Regions from separate parts of the Mus musculus genome. Here all the other regions are linked to region 2. Evidence: chromatin contacts called from public promoter capture Hi-C data. All regions are on one chromosome and are shown on one strand. Each heading gives the region's core, a stretch centred on a gene start, on an enhancer-like site or on the middle of the called end of the contact. The rest is flanking DNA. Distances are from core to core; before and after follow the strand shown.

What was found. Promoter capture Hi-C pulls out the DNA fragments that hold promoters and counts their contacts.
Region 1: a promoter capture Hi-C map of neutrophils shows a contact between it and region 2, with 6 times the contacts expected there. The contact joins the promoter of S100a8 here to the promoter of S100a11 in region 2.
Region 3: a promoter capture Hi-C map of trophoblast stem cells shows a contact between it and region 2, with 6 times the contacts expected there. The contact joins the promoter of S100a14 here to the promoter of S100a11 in region 2. A contact is called at or near these places in 7 of 39 promoter capture datasets (cranial neural crest, frontonasal cranial neural crest, hippocampal neurons and 4 more).
Region 4: a promoter capture Hi-C map of neutrophils shows a contact between it and region 2, with 5 times the contacts expected there. The contact joins the promoter of S100a9 here to the promoter of S100a11 in region 2. A contact is called at or near these places in 4 of 39 promoter capture datasets (cranial neural crest, hippocampal neurons, liver and 1 more).

Annotation. Positions count from the first base shown.
Region 1 is chr3:90,665,817-90,670,638 of GRCm38.p6, forward strand. S100a8 (S100 calcium binding protein A8 (calgranulin A)) reads left to right here and starts at 3,255. Exons shown (of 3, transcript NM_013650.2): 1 at 3,255-3,286; 2 at 3,703-3,866; 3 at 4,023-4,218. The coding sequence starts at 3,726. The coding sequence ends at 4,151.
Region 2 is chr3:93,517,288-93,522,427 of GRCm38.p6, forward strand. It overlaps S100a11 (S100 calcium binding protein A11), which reads left to right and starts at 3,209. Exons shown (of 3, transcript NM_016740.3): 1 at 3,209-3,266.
Region 3 is chr3:90,523,449-90,528,543 of GRCm38.p6, forward strand. S100a14 (S100 calcium binding protein A14) reads left to right here and starts at 3,401. Exons shown (of 4, transcript NM_025393.4): 1 at 3,401-3,451; 2 at 3,724-3,845; 3 at 4,266-4,412; 4 at 4,630-5,095. The coding sequence starts at 3,816. The coding sequence ends at 4,767. S100a13 (S100 calcium binding protein A13) reads left to right here. Exons shown (of 4, transcript NM_009113.5): 4 at 905-1,133. The coding sequence ends at 1,048.
Region 4 is chr3:90,692,942-90,697,820 of GRCm38.p6, forward strand. S100a9 (S100 calcium binding protein A9 (calgranulin B)) reads right to left here and starts at 2,780. Exons shown (of 3, transcript NM_001281852.1): 1 at 2,727-2,780; 2 at 2,192-2,356. The coding sequence starts at 2,344.

The DNA.
Region 1 (4,822 bases), core at 2,005-4,504, 2.9 Mb before region 2:
TTCCTCTTCCCAGACTCTCTAACTTTGGTTCTATAAATTTGACTACTAGAAACACCTCGTACAACTGGAACCACACTTGATTTCTCCTTACAGGTCATCCATGTTTCATCATGTGCCAGAACTTGCTTCCTTTACCAAGGCTGACTAGTATTCCGCTGTATGCAAAGCACATTTATCACTCATCCATCCATGCACACTGCTGTTGCTTCCCCTCTTGGGCTCTCTTGGATGATGCTGATCTGAGTGAAGGAGCATATGAGAGGGTGGGGCCCCCTGAGTATCCCTCAACCCTGGCACATCAAGTCTCTGTGGGGCTAGGCACATCCTCTTCCACTGAGGCCAGACCAGGCAGCCCAGCTGGAAGAACATATTGCATATACAGGCAACAGCTTTTGGGATAGACCCCACTTCAGTTGTTTCAGACCCATATAAAGACCAAGCTGCCCATCTACTCCATATAAGTGGGGAGGCCTAGGTCCAGCTCATGTATGCTCTTTGGTTGGTAGTTCAATCTCTGAGAGACCCAAGGGTCCAGGTTAGTTGAATCTGTTGGCCTTCCTTTGAAGTTCCTACCCATTTTGGGACCTATAATCCTCCCACTTACTCTTCCATAAGAATCCCCAAGCTGTGAAGAAACATCTTTATGAGGCCCCGTTATCCAGTCTTTTGTCTATACATTCACAAGTGGAACTGCTGGATTATGTGGTAATTATTTGGAGCCCAAGGAATGGCAGTTTCATATTCTACACTTCTGTCACAGGGCACAAGGCTTCTCTATTGCATTTTAGATAAAAATCCAAGAGGGAACTTGCTTCCAATTTCTCTTCTGTGGTAACACCAGTGATTTTTTGCTATTTATTTATCAACTTATTATTTATTTACTTAATATATCATCCTAGTGATCTCTCTCTCTCTCTCTCTCTCTCTCTCTCTCTCTCTCTCTCTCTCTCTCTCTCTCTCTCTCAGGATATATATATATATCCTGTAGGTTGACTTGCTTTTTTCTAATAGTTTATGGTGCTGAGCATTATTTCAAATGCTTGTTGGGTGTTTGTATACAGTATGGAGAAACATCTACTTTAATCCCCCTTTCACTTCCTTTTTGGGATGGTTTTATTTTTGCTTTTGAATTTTCAGGGTTCTAATATTTTAAATATTAATCCATTATGAGATACAAATACAAGTACACATACAAAATACAAGACACTTCTCTCTTTTCATGGAGTTGAAGATATAGTATGTTTTCAATCTTTATATAATACTTGATGTAATTAAAGCAAAAGAGGATGATTAATTGGCTCAACTTTGGTCACACAGCTATAGTGGAAGGAAGTGGCTTATTGGAATCTAGTGGGCAGTGGAAACTGGAAGGAGAGAGGTTAATTCACCCACTTCCCCAAGAAACTGTTACTTGGCTCATTACTGTAATAACCCACCACCACCACCACCACCACCACCACCACCACCACCACCTCCACCACCTCCACCACTACCACCACCACCACCACCACCTCCACCACCACCACCACCACCACCTCCACCTCCACCACCACCACCACCACCACCACCACCACCTCCACCACTACCACCACCACCTCCACCACCACCACCACCTCCACCACTACCACCACCACCACCACCACCACCACCACCACCACCACCACCACCACAACAACAACAAACCAGACAAAGGCAACTTAAAGAAGGCTTTATTTTGGCTTGCAATTCCAGAGCATACAGTCTATCAGAATGGGAAATGCATGGCAGACAGAAAAAGAGGCAGCTGTCACAGTGTGTTTCTAGTCAGGAATCAGAGAGCAAGGGGGCAAATACCCTGTTCTCCAACAGGACCTCAACCTGTGAAAAGTACTGCCCATGTTTAAGGTGGATCTTCCTGTCTTAGTTTACCTGATTTAGACAATCCCTCACACATATGCCCAGAGATTTGTTTTCATGGTGAGTCTGAATCCCATTGAACCAATAGGAAAGATCAGCTACCACAGCTCTGATGGCCTGGGTGCTGAAGTAGAACCAGGATTGGTATCTGAAGGAGAGAAGGGATGAGTTTTCCCCATCACCTCTAGTTCTTGTCAGATCATGCTAGGGACTCTGCAATTCTGACACACTTGGACTGGGAAATTGGTTGACTCCCTCCACCTTTCTGGGCTTCAGCTTCCTCGTCTGTACATTGGCTGGTTCAGCTCTCTGCCTTCCTGAGAAGCATATTATGAAGCTTTTGTAAGATAATGTGGATGAAACCCACCCATATGAGAAATACTCCATAGACCTCTATAAACTGGCAGCCAGTTAATTCGAGTGGTATTCTACTGGGCTTGGGGATTGCACCTATGAATTCCTGGGAATAAGCCCCTCTTCTTTTTCCCTTGGGCATGAGACTCACATGGACTCTCCAAAATACTTGACCCCTCACCATCCTAGAGTTCACTCCTCTCTTCATCCCAGGCTCCTGGGGACAAAGGTACAGTGACCATTCTGAGAGGCTGAAAGGGTCTCTACTGTTATCATGCAGTGACTTAGTGGCAGCTGAGGGTGGACAGAATGAAGACCAGGAATTACATCCAAAGACTCAGGACATCCTTAGCTTTTAGAGCAGAATGACCATTAAGAGTCACGGGCAGGTTAGGAATTTGTCCAACTCTTGGGAATACAGCTATCCTCCAAAGACTGTACCTACCCATCTAAATAGAACCCCATAGCAGTACTCCAAACTTTACTAATATCCAGTAGCTAGAACCAGCAATGTTTCTGAGGTCTTTGGTACTTTGAGAACTTGGAGAAGTTGTCTTTTCTATGCACCCACACTCATACAGAAGCATACACCTTCAGTTCAGTTCAGTTCAGTTCAGTTCAGTTCAGTTCAGTTCAGTTCAGTTCAGTTCAGAGGTAGACTGGACATGAAGGCATTGGATCAGCAATGGATCCAATTAGGAGAGGGTTAAGATTGAGAGTCTGTTTAGATGCAGGGATGAGGTGCCAGGGGCCTAGACATGGACTTATTGCCATGCCCCATCCTGATTCTTCCTGCTGGGTACTCCTGTCTGGTAAATGTTCCAACACTCCCACTTCCTCAGACTCAGAAATGCTCACTGTACTCAGTGATTGCCACATGGACTTGGTTAGGAAACAGAGGCTGTGGCAACTCTGGAAGGGAAGAGCGTTGTCTCCATAGCCCGAGGCTGTGGGCAGCTGGCCAAGCTTTCCTCTATAAAAGCAGCTGACACTTAGCCTCACATATCCTTTGTCAGCTCCGTCTTCAAGACATCGTGTAAGTAGGGCTATGTGACTGTCTCACAGTGTAGGCTCTCCTTAGCGAGGGTTGGGGGATAGAGTAGCCTCCTCTGAGAGGGCGAGAAAGCGTGGGGAAGTCTCCAGCACCGATCAAATGCTTGAGGATAAAGGAAGTGGAATGGCGTAGAGCCTTCTAGCAGTGTCTAGCAGAAGAGGGCAGGAAGTGTTTAGTGTGGAGAATTTGCTACACTTGTGTGTGTGTGTACTAAAGTCTCTCCAATGCTCTCTCCTACCCCTTCCCATCAGAGATAGAGCCATTTTCTGGGTTTAGTTATCTGAGTGGTACAGGCCAGGTCAAAGCCCATTCTTGGGTTAAAAACCTGAATGCCCACTCAGTTGTCACCCTGCCGTGAGTAACTGCAGCTCCCATCCCTCTGCGACTTTTCCTTTCAGTTGAAAGGAAATCTTTCGTGACAATGCCGTCTGAACTGGAGAAGGCCTTGAGCAACCTCATTGATGTCTACCACAATTATTCCAATATACAAGGAAATCACCATGCCCTCTACAAGAATGACTTCAAGAAAATGGTCACTACTGAGTGTCCTCAGTTTGTGCAGGTGAGGAGGTGCTATGTTCTCAGGGTTTTCTAATGGTGCTGGGATGGCTAGCCCTCCAAGTTGCTTTCTGCAGTTAGCCAATACTTATCCACAGATAGTCCTCGCTTACTTTTCTCTGATACAGTCTGAACTCACCCCCCCCATTCTTCTTGACAGAATATAAATATCGAAAACTTGTTCAGAGAATTGGACATCAATAGTGACAATGCAATTAACTTCGAGGAGTTCCTTGCGATGGTGATAAAAGTGGGTGTGGCATCTCACAAAGACAGCCACAAGGAGTAGCAGAGCTTCTGGCCTAGGGCTGGGTCCCTGGATATGTCTACAGAATAAAGTCATCATATCTCAGGTCTGTTTGAGTCTCTTGTCTTTCCTGGGGGTGAAGGAAGGGATGGAAAACTGGAAAGAACTGTCTTGTTTTGGTCCTTACTGTTCTCCATGGTCCAGTCCTTTCCCATGACTGCTCCTCTGGTCACCAACCCCCAGATTGTTCTCAGTCTCTTCTGGCCCCTGAACTTTGAACCAGTGGTTCTAGGATTTAGGAATTTCCCAAAGTTTGTAACTTAGACTTGGTAGTTTTACTGGTTTATCCCAAATGGGAGATTTGGAAACAGGAGGATTCTAGGCAAACGGATGCTGTGCACATAACTTAGTTTCTAGTTAAATGTCTTAGATGTGACTTTTTGAAAATTAGTAGGATAGGTATGAAAGGTGTGTATATGAGGAAGGAGGAGGGAGGAAAGGAAGAAGGAGGGAGGGTGAGAGAGAGAGGAGTGATTTTCTGTCTTGGGGTAGGTGGATGGTTTTTAGTCCTACCTTAGGCACTAGAGGAGTACATCTGGTTCCTAGGGACATCTGGTCCCATATCGTAGTGATCTTTCCATTTTTACTCCAAACTTCCAACTCAGTTAAATGATACAGGAATGAGTAGATAGGTCAGTGCACTCATAAAGCTC
Region 2 (5,140 bases), core at 1,959-4,458:
TCTTAATTCTTCTGCCACTATTTGTATAGATGAGAGCAGGCAAGTCAGCCAGTGTAGCTAATATATCACAAGCACAGAGAACTGAACCCTACTCTAAGGACCATAGTCTGTAGCTCTAAAATGTTCCTGTGAGACCTGACCTCACCTTACTTCACCATGGTATCCATCAACTGGCAACTTCTTACCCATTTTTGAATGTCTATGACACTCCCCTTATCCTCCCAGAGTAGATTACTCACTTCCTTTCCGGCAATGCCGCTGTAGCTGGTCATAATCCTGTCAGTACATTTATCACACTCCTGAATGCATACTTAAGGATTCATTCAGTCCACAAAGAGGAGAACAGGTTGCATATATATGAGAATTACCCTGGACTCTGGAAATTCCCACATTTATTTCCTGATTTGTCCTATCATTCACCATTATCTCATTCTTGTTTCTTGTTGCCAACTTAGCTACACACACACACACACACACACACACACACACACACACACCTTAGCCCTTTTGATTGACTCATTATTTGCCAACCTTGGTCTGACTACCTTTTTCCAAAAAGCTTGGTTTGAACCTAGCACTGGGCCCCATCAGCCTGCCCTGGAAAGTGACCACAGGCAACCCTAGATGAGGCTAACCACCCAACTAGTCCTGAACACTTCACATTTACTTGGTCCAGAGCTCCTCAGGGTTTATTCAGCCCCACAGGAGCCTTCTTTATTCTCAGTTCCCAGCTGACTTATTTTCTTCTCTCTGCCGCATGGCATGCTTCTTTCTAAATCTCCCAGTTCCCATTTATTCTTGGTGTCTTGTTCGTATTTCCAATTTGTCCTGACTTTCTAGTTCTCTCTATGCCTCAAAGTCTGTATGTGATCCAAATTCCAGCTTCCAAGCAAGAATAGAGGCCTGATATGTCCCATCTCATCTTATCATGAAGCCTTTGCCACTGCCATCCTATGTACTGGATGGCCTTGAGTACAATCAGTTATGACAATGGGCACAAGGTCAAATCATGCAAACTTTGGTCACCGAGTCTACCCCTTCAGCAGAGGCTGTAAGTGAGGTATATTCCCTTTAAAGAGATTATGATGTGGACATGCCCAGGAGTAGGGTATAGAGTAACTTAGACTTATGGCTCTTTAATAACTTGTATTATAGATTTTTTTTTGAGAATCTGGCGAAAGCTACAGTTCTTCCTCTAGAAAAAGCAATCCCTCATACAGAAAACTTCCCACATAGATTTAAGATCTTAACTAATCCTAGTGCCATCTACAATGCCCCAGTAACATCTGTGTGACATCTGTTCATGGAGGTTCTCAAAGGCAGGCACTGTAGCACACTAGTGTTTATATTTGCAGATCCCAGAACAATGCTTGGCAATTAGTAGGTTCTCAAATGCAATCAAAGGAATAGTTGATATTTTAGCTTATTCATTAAGGCTGAACAGGTTATTCAGGGACACAAAGAGGCCAAGAAATTTGGGTTTTAAAAAATATTTATTTTGCTATTAATTATTAGGGGGGCACTCACCATAACACACATGTGGAGGTTTAAGGTCAGCATGTAGAAATTGGTTCTCTTTTTTTACTATTTGGGTTCCAGGGATCAAATCCAGGTTAACAGGCTTGGAGGATGCACCCTTACCCTCTGAGCCATCTTTCTGTCCCCAGCAGTTTGGTTTGGTATAAAAGTATTAGTAAGTTACTTTGTTTCTTTTATTGTGTGTTTTGTTCTAAAGTAAGCAGTTAATCAATCAAAATTGCACATTGGGAAAATGTGTTTTTATTGATTAAATATGTTTTTATTGGAGGGCAAGGGCCCAGTTGCAAAATCAATGGAAAAAGGGAGTGGGGATGTAAACTCTATCAGTGCAGGTGTGGAAGAAGGACAGGTGGGTCCAAGCACACAGTAAGCTGAAATTCCAAGGGCCATGATTTTAGAAAATCGTGTAAGAAAGTAATTTTTTTAAAAACATGGTGCTAATGTTTTCAAATAAGGAAAATGGGAAAATGGTCACATCATCGGCAGAAATGGAAAGAGGGTGGATCTAATTATTTTTTGAATTATTGTTGGAAACACAAGAGTGTTTGTTTTGGTTTGGATTCTAATTTTCTTATGAGACAAAATCCTACTCTGTAACCCAAGCCGTTCTGGAATTCACTAGGTAGGCCACAGGCTGGCCTTGAACTTGCAGTAGTCTTCCCTCTTCAGCCTTGCACATGCTGAGATTATAGGCAAGGGCCACCATGTCTGACTTCAAGGGTTCCTAAACAAGAGACAGGAACTGTGACTGGTGAAATTGGGGGAGCAGAAACCAGGAAGCATTCACACAATGCCCTATTCACATCTACTCTGCAAGTTGTTCTTTTTTTTGGGGCGGGGGGTGTCTCCTTAAGGGCATCACTCTATGTGATAGACATTCTACGTGCCTTTACTAAGTGGTGAAGGCAGCATGGCTTGTTTATAGATGGGAAAATGGAAGCTCAGAGGGGCCAGTACTTGCCAAAAGTGCTGCAGTGATGTTGTGGACCAAGGATTAGAAGCTGGAAGTTTGTCATACAATTCCCAACTTTATTGAAACACAGACAGGAAAATGCCGCACTTGCACAGGGAGATGTTTAGCTGCAAGAGTTTTCTTAACTGTCATTTTAAAACTTGAAAGCAGGGTGAAAATTATCTCTAGACAATAATCACCAATATTCTGTTGGCAATAATCACTGCCCTTAGGTAGGCCAGATGGTGCACACCTATAATCCAGCACTTGGGATGCGGGGGTAGGAGGGTCCTAAGTTTGAGGCTAGCCTGTGCTACATAGAGAATCAAAGTCAGCTTTAGCTACTCAGGAATACCACGTGTCAGAAAAATTTAAAAAATCACAACTGTTTATTAAATTTCTTCAGTGTAGCAGGACAGCCCCAGCTCCTAGGGACCTACTTGATGAGCACGACTCACATTCTTTCTGCTTATCTGACCTGAACTGCAAATGGACACGTGCATAGAAAAAGAGCTAGGGGCATGACTTCCCCTAAAGCCAAAAATCTTTGAGATTCCAGGGAGAGAGGAACAGAGACCTGTTGAGTCACAGGGACTACAACCAGTGAGCTGAGTCTAGAGCACCGACATGGGGACAGGCCGAGGCCTGCGGAGGGGCGGGGGCCGGGGCGGGCACAGCCTGAGTCAGGCTGAGGGGCGGGACCCGGACCCCGACCGCCACTCCTGTCCCAGCCACCGTCAGCCACAGTCGCAGCCGGACCTCGCTCCTCAACTTGGTAAGCATAAGTTTTTGAACTTTTTAGATTTTTTTCTTTTTAATGAAAACAACAAAGAGCTACGCATGCTCTTGGCTGGGTGTATCTTGGACTAACGTGTGGACGTGGCAGAAAATGGATCGGGAAGATGAAACTGTGGGAGGCAATTAGAGAAGAGTGGAGGGCACGAGGAAGCCCTAAAATTACACCCTAATAACAGCCTGTGGGGAGAAACGGCGGTCTTTTGTTCTCCCGGGCAAAATAAGTTCTAGGCTGGGTGCGGCTGCCTAACTGGCCTGAGCCCGGGCTGGGTGCGGCCGCTAGACTCCCTGGGGCCGTGAGCCCCTGAACCCAACCAGTGGCGGCCGCCAGAGAGCTGCAGACTCAGTGAGAACTTGGGGCAGCGTCGCTAGGCGTTCATGAAGACTAGAAAGAAAGCGGTTCAGAACGTAGCCTTCCTGAATTCTGGGGGACTCAGCTGCGGGGAAACCGCAGGCAAACAGCCAAGACATACAGATGAGAAACCGGAGCCTGTTGCAGCCATTGGAACCACAGACAGGAATGTGGGAGGAGGCCAGTCCCTCCCAGCTCGCTCTTTTCCTCTCCCCCTTACTCCACTCCCAGCCATCTTTTTAGCCACTCCCTACATCACCTGCCTGTCTCCTACCTGCTACTTCAGTTCCCCTCGTTTCTTTAAAAAATGTTTCCAGTAATTCACATCCCCTCCAAAATCTACCCCTTCCTTTGACTCTTCAAAGAGGATCAGCAAATGTTGGAGAGAGGCCCAAGTGCGTTTTTGCCCTAGTCCCAAACTAATTATAGATTTTTATGTTTTTAAATGGTTGGAAGACATTCAAAAGGAAAAGAATCCCTTGTAATGCATGAGAATGGCATGAAAATCAAATGTATAGAGTTTACAGGCACCGCCACACCCTTTTGCTTTATGTATCCTCACCCTTGCTGCCTGACTATGGCAAGAGTGATAAGATCTTATGGAGCATAAAGAGCTAAAAAATATCCACAGCTGTCCCTTTATTGCAAATAACAGCAACAGAAAGCTTGCGGACCCCTGCTTTGGTGTGTCAGTCTTTCATCACTTCCTACTTATTGTTTCCTTCTTCCCCTTTTCATCACACAGGGTACCTAGGGCCCAGCACCAACAGGTTATGAGGTGAAAGGAGATAGATGAGACCCTGAACACTTGAAGGAAGAGCTTTGGTGCTGGTTGAGAAAGAGATAGTTGGTGTGGTTCCCTCTTTTTCACATATTTCTGTCAAGGGGAAGCTTCCCTGGAACGTTGGGTGTTTAGGTTGCGTTTTAAAAGGATCTCACTGCGTCCTTTCACAGTGGGGTTTTCCTTGCTGTCACTGTTCCCATCATGCAAAAGGGCGATGGTGTGGGCCGTGCCCTCTCTTTCAGCCGCTGCTCCACATGGGCAAAACCTTCCCATCTGAGCCCTCTGTTCTAAGGGAAAGAAGAAAGGAGCATCTATAGGCCTGGAACCTCCTCCCCAGTCTAGCGAGTCCTCCGTGCCAACTCTCCTGCTATCATGTGACACACTAATAAGGCAGCTAGATTTTAGTTCTGATAGGAAGAGCATGTTGTGTAAACACTTGTTTCTAGGCTGTGGTGTTTGGTGTTTCCCCCCCCCCCCCCCCCTAACTTACCAATAGTTTTCTCTCCTTCAGACTCTTTAGAAAGAACTTATCTCCAGAAGAAGGTTCAGGTACTCTGGGCATTCCTAGGTGCAGTGAGCCACAGCAGTGCAATTTTGATAATAAGCTGCTTAAGATAGGTGTTAGGAACGGGGCATGGTGGCGCACGCCTTTAATCCCAGCACTCAGGAGGCAGAGGCAGGCGGATTTCTGAGTTCGAGGCCAGCCTGGTCTACAGAG
Region 3 (5,095 bases), core at 2,151-4,650, 3.0 Mb before region 2:
GGATCAAGTGAAATAATGTGGTATTACCATCCCTGGAAGCAAGGACCTAAGACTGCTTGCCACTCTCCCTTCTGCTGGTAGTGGAAGTGTTGTACACAAGTGAACTTATGACACTCCTAGGAATTTGCTTTGTGTCATCTGGAGATCTGTTTGGCAGATCTTTGCCATTGTCCAAATCTTGACTCAAAGGTTGAGCATGGGGGCCGGAGAGATGGCTCAGTGAGTATTCACACTGCTCTGGCAAAGGACCCAGGTTCAGTTCCCAGCACCCATGTGGCAGTTTACAACCATCTGTAATTTCTGTTCAGATATTCTCTTCTGACCTTTGCGAGCTCCAGGCCATACATATGTATGTATACCACATGTTGGCAAAATGCCCATACCTATAAAATAAAATGAATAAATCTAAAAACTCACACCCCCCACCCCCACCCCCAGAAAATCTCCCAGCATTGAGAATCAAGCTCGATTTGAGGCATCTCTCAATCTGACATCCACTAGTTGTTCAGCAGTGACATTTATGTTGTAATTGTTTATCTGGCAACAAATCTTTTCATCATGAAGGCAGGCTTGCAGAATCCATTGGTTTCATAGCCATGACACTTTGTCAAAAGCACCCTAGAAAACCAGATAACCTGGTATTTTTGCTATTCCCCTGACCTCCTGGGTGGTGACTAAACTGAGAAGGCATCAGGGCGATGAAAATGAGCAGCAATGGCGGTAGTGTTTTGTGAAGGAGGAAGGTAGTTTACGATCAGCCATAGTGTCTGCTCGTGTCCCTCGGATATGAGACCTCCAGACCAGGAGTAGGTGCTGGCGCTGTCTGAGGGAAGGCATCTGCACTCCTCTCTCTCCCTGCCCCGAGAGCCCTGGTTTCTAACCTTTGCCTTTTATATCTTCTTAGGACGTGGGCTCTCTAGATGAAAAGATGAAGACCTTGGATGTGAATCAGGACTCAGAGCTGAGGTTCAGTGAATACTGGAGACTGATTGGAGAGCTGGCAAAGGAAGTCAGGAAGGAGAAGGCCCTGGGGATCCGGAAGAAGTAAAGCTTGCTGTCCAGCAGGACCTGTTGGGCAGAGCCAGGCAGCACTCCACCCCTGCCCCCAAATAAAGCTTTCTTCTTGAAACACAGATGCTTATTTATTTATTTATTTTAAAAGATTTTATTTATTTATTATAGTAAGTACACTGTAGCTATCTTCAGACACACCAGAAGAGGGAGTCAGATCTTGTTACAAGAGCAGTCGGGTGCTCTTACCCACTGAGCCATCTCACCAGCCCCAGTTGCTTATTTATATACACCACCCTGATTTCTTTTCTTGAGACTGGGAGTTGGGAAAGCTATATCTTTACCTGAGATGAAAACATGAAGATTATGGGTACTTTGAAGACAAGGAAAGTGGTTTATATTCAAATATCCTACAACATCTAGAACTATGTGGTTTATTTTTATTTTTATTTTTGTCCCCCTGTTGTTGAGGACAGAACTCAGGTCCTTGAGCATGTGTGACATAGCAACAGATCTTGCACTAAGTAGATGCTCAATAAATACATAGTTGATGAGTGAAAAAAGTACAGATATTTGAGGCAGGCAAGGCAGCTTTTGGAACTCGCCTCCATGTCTCCAGTTCCCAGTTTCCCCCATATAACTCCTAGAGTTTGTTCTTCAGCTGGTAATGGTAATAATGAACATCGCTAAACATTTCATCTGTATTACCCTAGTTAACTGTCACAGCTGTTAAGGCTAATTCAATTAATTTTTACAGTGTTGAGGATCAGAGTAAGATCTTGCATGTTAGGCAATTGGGAGGAGCCATACCCCTAGCCCTCTCTTAGCTTGCTTTTTTTTTTGTGTTGTTGTTTTTTTAAAGATAAGAGTCTTGCTACCTTCAACAATCCTCCTGCGTCAACTTCACAGGTGCTGGGATTACAGGTGCATTACTCCATCTGGCTCTGAGGAAACATTGTTGGGGAGGTTAGGTTACGAAGACAAGAATGGCTAGAACTGGCCTGGAGAAATATTGCTCAAATATGACAGGGAGAGGGAGCTGTGGTAGTTGGAGCATTTAGGGACAGAGTTTTCCCTCCCAAGTATCCTCTGACTTGAGGAGCAAGTGTTTTGTATAACTCACCACTAGAGAGAGTAGGGGTGTGGCAGTGATGTAAGCCCTGGGTTGTCACTGCTGTAACTGTGGATGTCCACTTGGGGCAGCTAGTCAACCAGAGAAAAATTAGCAGAGACAAATTCCCCATCAAGAGGCAGGAAAGAGGCCCCAGAGGGACCCCAGAGGGATGTCGGTAGACACATTTGAGAGGTTTTCCGAATTCCTGGCCCTTCAGATGACGAGACCCTTGTAGGGTCTCCAGATTGATGCCTTTCAGAGGTCTCTAAATGAGACATGTAGACAAATCCCTGATTGAGACCAGAAATACAGGAGCCCTCCAGCATGTGACACAGGAAGACTGTCTGGGCATATTCTCTGATTTCAGAGTAAGGAAGGGAATTTTGACTCTAGGTCCATGCAATCCTTCCACTGACTCCTCTGTCCTTCCACCTGTCTCTGCTTCCCTGTGGCTTTAGGCCCTAGGTCCTGGGCAGGTAGGAAGGCTAGTTGGGTTAGTCACAGTCCTAGGAAATACAGTTTAGGTTTCCCCTGGGGTGCCTGGGTAGTAGCTTGGAGGGCTGGTATTGAGATGCCGTTCAGGGAGAGGGTAGGACTTTGAAGGAGGGAGGAGGTAGCAGTGTAACCAGTTTGGAGAGGTGGTTACCTGCCAGGTAACTCCTTTGAGCTTGCACATGTGCACCCTGGGCTGCTGCAGGGTGCTGGCAGGACTTCAGGTGAAGGCTCAGTGCCTTCCCAGTACTGGGACACACTCCTCTGGCCTCTCCTTTCAACCTTTCATCTCTAGGCTGTCAGGACTGAGAGGCTTGACTCTAGGTTTCAGCAGGCCCGAGTGATCCAAGCCAAATTAGCTCTAGTTGGAAGGGAGAGGAGAAGAGAGATGCCAAAGCACAGAGATCCATGGGCCTCGTTCAAGCTTCTCCTTCCATAAGCTTCCGTTGATCAGCCCTTGCTTCTCTTTTGTCGACCCCCTCTGCTCCCCTGCATCATAGCTGCCTCAGGTTCTTACCCTCCTAGCTAAGATCCCCTCTGCATCTCCCTAGCTTTTCTTTTTCCTCTCCCTGTGACTCTGTAAGGTGATCTTGCGCCAGGGGCATCCCGTACCCAGCCCTCCACGGCTTCCTCCTCATGATAGGGGTGGGGACTGACTCTAGAGCTGTAGAGGGTGGGGCTCATAAAGCTGGCTCCCAGCCCAGGAGGCTGCAATAGCTGGGGTGGCTGAGGGATAAGGCCCTGGCCCTGCCCCGTCTCCCCTCCCTTCCCCCAGGTATAAGAGCAGAGCTCAGGTGAGCTGGCTCCTCCATCCTGTCTCCCAGCTGCCAGCAGGTAAGAAAGCTCAGCGCCTTCAACCTGGATGGGCTGTCCTTCTCCAGGGAGCAACCCATGCCTCTCTTGCCCAAGTCTTACAGGGGTGGCTGGAGGAGGTGGGAAGGAATGGAGCTGAGGGGGATTCCCTCTGAGTGAGTTGGCTTGGGGGCTGTGGCTTTGTCAGGGGCTGGATCAGTGAAGGTGAAGGCATATGTTGGGTGGAGCCAAACGTGGTCGTGAAAAAAAGAAGAATGAGCTTTCTTCTCACCTTAGGTCTCCCCCTCCTCTAGGTAGATCATGATCCATCAGCTCCTGTGGGGCAGGCTATAGGACAGACGACAAAACTCAACTCACAGAAGGAAGGACCAGTGTACCAGGAACGATGGGACAGTGTCGGTCAGCCAATGCTGAGGTGGGCCCGTTCATCTGGCCTGTCTTTCTGTTCTTACATTCACCTCTTCTGTTATGAGGGTTTGCGCCCCCTCACTGAATTCTGCTCTCTTCCTAGGCCTTGGCCTGTAGATATTGCCAGCAAGTCCCAAATCCCCTCCCTTGTGCCTACACAGGGTGATGCAAATGAATTTCTTCTGGAAATAGGATGTCTGGGCACATGCTAGAGCCTGCCCTGCCTGAGATCGGGGGTGTAGGGCTTGCCTAATCTTAAGGCAGAGGCCACTGTGCCCTAGACGCTGTGCCAGAGGAGAGGGAGTGGGCAGGATTCTGGCCTCTAGAGTGTCTTCTAGCCACTTTCTACCCTGTTGACTTTCCAGGCTCCTGAGAAGGGTTTTGTAGGGTGGGTGGGCCCTCCTCATGTGGGTTGTATCTCCTTCAGGATGCCCAAGAATTCAGTGATGTAGAGAGGGCCATTGAGACACTCATCAAGAACTTCCATAAATACTCTGTGGCGGGTAAAAAGGAAACACTGACCCCTGCTGAGCTTCGAGACCTGGTTACCCAGCAGCTGCCACACCTCATGCCGGTACTGAGGGAGTGGACCCTCCCCACCCCCCACCCATACCCCTGACTTCCCAAGCTAGTGCTCCAGGACCCCACCCCACTGGCATTGGGAACCCTGTATCTTTCCCCTTTGTGGACACCTGGTAGGTTCCTGTCCTACTACTTGCCCCAGGCCAGGGTGGGGCAGGAAGATCTGGAAGTGCTGCCTTGTTGAGTTTTGATGTCTTTCCTGTCCTCAGAGCAACTGTGGGTTAGAAGAGAAAATTGCCAACCTGGGCAACTGTAATGACTCGAAACTGGAGTTTGGAAGCTTCTGGGAGTTGATTGGAGAAGCAGCCAAGAGTGTGAAGATGGAGAGGCCTGTTACTCGGAGCTGAGGACTTCTACTTGGAACTTGTTGGGGGTGTTGGGGATAGGGGAGTTTTAGAGGCACTGGAAATAAAACCCTCAATGCCCACCACCCCCTTCCCCAGCCTGCACCTCTCCTCATTGCTGCAATGTTCACGTTCAGGACAGGCTTCCCTGTGGGCTCCATGGAGCTCCTGGGTCCAGAAGTCCTCATCTCAAGGGAGCTCAGGGGGTGGGTTGGGGCTGGAGAGGATATGCAGGGATCCTGGAAGGGTAAGGGCCAAGCAATTTGGTAGTAGGGGAAGGGCAGAAAGGAACTGGGTTATGGAAGTGATCCAAAGAGCAGGGATGGGAATC
Region 4 (4,879 bases), core at 1,530-4,029, 2.8 Mb before region 2:
TGAAATAGAGGAGGCTGTTAGGGCTAAGGAAGAGAACTCTGAAGCACAGGGAGTGTCTAGATAGCAAAGGCACAGGAAAACCTACTCCAAAGGGTTAGATTTGAGAATAAGAATAACGTACTGAGTGCTCATGATGGAGCAGATGCTAAACATTTGCTAAACACTTTTCATTTTTTCCTCAGAGAGCCCTCTGCCGTGGGCACTAGGACTTTGCCATCTCAAAGGCCAGGCAATTAATAAATATAGAAATATCCATTGTTTATCCTTATAATTACTTTAACAAATAGAAATGGAAACACCTTCTAAAAGGTAGGTCATTTTTGTAGGTCGTTGGCCCTGGGAGTAGAGGAGAGGAGATATAAATCTGGATTTGATTTGAGGCACAGTACTACACAGGTTGTTGGCTCTTTTTTTTTTTCTTTCCTCCTGGAGGATTTTTCTTCCCCTACTCTTCTCAGTATCTCTTGCAGTCATACCCCACCCCAGTCGTTTTCTGGGAGGCAACTAGTTGTTAAAGCTTGTTCAGTCTACTTAGTTGAGGAGGCACCCAAGAAACCAGGCAGCACGGGGTCTTAAAGGGGCAGAGCATAGTTTGCTCTGCTGACCACAAAGGGTGTGATACAGTTGATGGAGACTCAGATAAAGTGAAAAGATCAAGATGTGGTTGCTGACTATCATCTAGCTGCAAGGCTTGCACTCACTTGCTGGGACACCCTGGCTAAGCAGTACCCCTTTCCACAAACTGAGTAGTTCATGAGTAACTTACGTTTGAGGTTCCTGTTTCCATGGTTCTGGTAGAATATGTCAATATAGGAAGTAAAGCCCATGGGGGGGTGTCACAGAGAAGGTATCTTCTAACATAGCTTCAAGTGCAACCTCTGTTTACCCTGAATCAGTATCTTGCTTGTCTGATGTACTCACTTAAGAGATATCTCTGCCCCTAATACCTCCCATAGTGACAATTCTCTGATTTTCCTTGGTCCCAAGTTGGGCAGGGGACCAGCCGACAGAGGCTAGCCATATTATGGACACTTCTCTGCGGAAAAGTTATAAAAAATAAAGGCTTACTCTGACTCTGACACACACACACAGACACTCTCCCCCCTCCTTTTAGTTGTCCCCTTCCATGTTGGTCATGGTGGCCATCTCTGCTATTCTTTCACTTCATGCTACTTTCTTTAATGTCCTCACAATGAATATAAAAGTTCTTTTACCTAAAGGCTGGACTATGGCCTTCATCGTCTTGATGATCTCTATTGTAATAAAGCCCATCTTGAAGGGTAGTGGGTTTTAACTTCCTTCTCCAGGAACTAACTGAACCTGTCATCTCATTGTTTTAAGATCCCTTGAGTCTTTAACCAGGGACTAGGTTTCATTTAAAGTATTACTCCCTCAAAGGCTCTTTCTCTGTCTCTCTCTTTCTCCTTACCTACTATCTATTTATTGTTTAAAATTTTTTTAATTTTAATTTTTTTGATTTTTCAAGACAGGGTTCCTTTGTGTAGTCCCAGCTGTCCTGGAACTCACGCTGTAGACCAGGCTGGCCTCGAACTCAGAAATCCTCGTGCCTCTGCCTCCCAAGTGCTGGGATTAAAGGTGTGTGCCACCACTGCCTGGCTCCTACTATCTATTTATTATTTATTTATCTGTCGGTATATCTATTCGTCTCTCTGTCTATCATCTATCTATCTATCTATCTATCTATCTATCTATCTATCTATCTATCTATCTATCAATCTATCATTTATCTATCTTCCTCCTCCTCCTCCTTCTCTTCTTCTTCTTCTTCTTCTTCTTCTTCTTCTTCTTCTTCTTCTTCTTCTTCTTCTTCTTCTTCTTCTTCTTCTTCTTCTTCCTCTTCTTCTTCATCTATCTATCTATAAATCATAGTCACTCATTCCCAGACTATCCACAGAACTGTCTCACCATCCTCCCAACTCTTAGGTCATTGAATTCCCTTGTGTTCTTAAAGTTATGTGTCACCAACACTGGGATATGGGTTCCTAGATCATCTCTGCAGCCCTCTGCCCCAAATAGGGCACCACACATTGCAGATGTTCAACTGAACCATTTCCTGACTCATGGCTAACTTTGAGTGCCTCTAATGGCAGAGCCCTACTGCCCCCGGTGCTAGAATTTGTTCTCAGACTGCTGCAGATTGCACCCTCTTCTCTCACAAGCCAAGCCTCACCTTCATAAAGGTTGCCAACTGTGCTTCCACCATTTGTCTGAATTCCTTCTTGCTCAGGGTGTCAGGGTGTCCTTCCTTCCTAGAGTATTGATGGAAGGTGTCGATGATGGTGGTTATGCTGCGCTCCATCTGAGAAGGTGCTTTGTTGGCCATCTTCTTGCTCTTCTTTGAAAATAGGGGAAACAAAAGTTACAAATAAAAGAATGGGATACCAAGCTTCCCTGACCTAGTCTCTGGCCACTGTTAGGCAAGATAAGGAGGGGAGCACAAAATAAAAAGAACAGGTAGGGTGCTACATAATGGAGAGACAGCTTCCCTCCACATATACACAAAACAGAATTTTGACTATTGATGGAATGCAAAAAACAAAAATATTTTATAGCACAACATTCTTAGAAAAAGTGAAGGAAGATATAAAATGAATAGATCAACCTAGGAGGGCTTCAAGAGGAAGGCTTGGAGGAAAGTTGGCCAAGGGAAGGAACAAAAGATCTAGTAGGGAGACTCCTCTCCACGGAAAATGAAGCTTACTTACCAAGGCTAAAGAGTCACAGATGTTGGTAAGAGCAGTGTAAGCCCAGTATTTATAGGCAGCTCCTTGTTAGATACATGGTTATCTCGGGGAAGATTGCTTCACAGGTGAGCAGTGTGGTAACTCTGACAGTCAGGGAGCTGGGGTGGGGCAGGAAATGTTCACACAGCTCTGATGTTTTGTGAAATTCCCAGCCCTGGGCTTGGAGCTTGTTTGGGGGGAAACTGGTTAGTTGGCTCACTTCCCTTCCATCCAACCTCCCCCTAACCCCTCCCCGCCCAAATCTTAAGCAAGACAGCCTACCTGCCATCTTTGATACCTTTCATTTCCTTGTCCTGACTTGTAATATACAGAGGGTGGCAGGCGAATCATTGTGGCCATCTCATTCTGGCTCTATCCCCTGAGTTTATGGTCTGAGCCTTCTCATGTGTTTTCCTGGCTCCTTTGAGGAAGGGTGAGGGGGTCCTCATGGCGTTCTTGAATGGAATTAGTGTTAAGAAGCTCCTCAGAGGTGGTAGCTCTTTCCCAATGGAGAGGAATGTTATGTTCAGAAGGGGACTTAAGATCATTTAGCTAGCATGTGACCTAGCAGGGGCTGTACTCAGACATCCCAGTTCTTTTTAAGGGTATTTACTACTACATTCTCCCCCTTGCATCTGAGAGGGGAGCTATCTTCAGTGGTTCTCAGTGTCACTCTTCCAAATCCTATTCCCAGTTGTCATTTATGTCCCCTAGGAACTTATATCCTAGAAGGTAGCTGATTAAAAAAAATGATTGTTATTAGCCTATAACAACTAAACAGAACAATGACTTTCATATAATATATTTTGATAAAAAATTTCCTTCTATTTTCTTTTCTTATCCCATCTCTCTATTCCTCTTTTCTCCTTGTACCTCTCTGATAGTCTTTTTTCACATCCTTTCCTGGGGGCAGGGGTTAATTAAGTCACCCTTTACACATGCATCAGAAAGCAATGTTTCTTTAGTAGCCTGGCAGGGGCAGCGGGCTGGGCATCAAGGGTTCCACCCTCAGCCCTTACTTTGCTTGCATTTTCTTTTTCTTTTAACCTTAATTTTCATATAGAGAGAACATGTAGTGCTTGTCTTGTGAGTCTAGTTTATTATGTTTAACATGATAATCCCTAGGTCCATTCGTTTTCTTACAAATGGTACAATTTGTTCTTCTTTATGGCTGAATACTTTCTTTCTTTCTTTCTTTTGACTTTTTTTATTAGATATTTTCTTCACTTACATTTCAAATGCTATCCCAAACGTCCCCTATACCCTCCCACCGCCCTGTTCCCCTACAAACTCACTCCCACTTCTTGGCCCTGGCTTTCCTCTGTACTGGGACATATAAAGTTTTCTTGACCAAGGGGCCTCTCTTCCTGATGATGATCAACTAGGCCATCTTCTGCTACATATGCAGCTAGAGACATGAGTTCTGGGGGCACTGATTAGTTCATATTGCTGTTCCACCTATAGGGTTGCAGACCCATTCAGCTCTTGGGTACTTTCTCTAGCTCCTACATTGGGGGTCCTGTGTTCCATCTAATAGGTGACTGTGAGCATCCACTTTTGTATTTGCCAGGCACTGTGCCTGATTTGGTGGCTGATTATGGGATGGACCCCTGTGTGGAACAGTCTCTGGATGGTCCAACCTCTCATTTTAGCTCCAAACTTTGTCTCTACAACTCCTTCCATGGATATTTTATTCCCTATTCTAGGAAGGAATGAAGTATCCATGCATTAGTCTTCCTTCTTGATTTTCTTGTGTTTTGGAAGTTGTATCTTGGGTATTCTAGGTTTCTGGGCTAATATCCACTTATCAGTGAGTGCATATCAAGTGACTACTTTTGTGATTGGGTTACCTCACTCAGGATGATATCCTCCAGATACATCCATTTGATCAAGAATTTCATAAATTCATTGTTTTTAATAGCTGAGTAGTACTCCATTGTGTAAATGTACCACATTTTCTGTGTCCATTCCTCTGTTGAGGGGCATCTGGGTTCTTTCCAGCTTCTGGCTATTATAAATAAGGCTGCTATGAACATAGTGGAGCATGTGTCCTTCTTACCAGTTGGAACATCTTCTGGGTATATGCCCAGGAGAGGTATTGCTGGATCTATCATTAGTACTATGTCCAGTTTTCT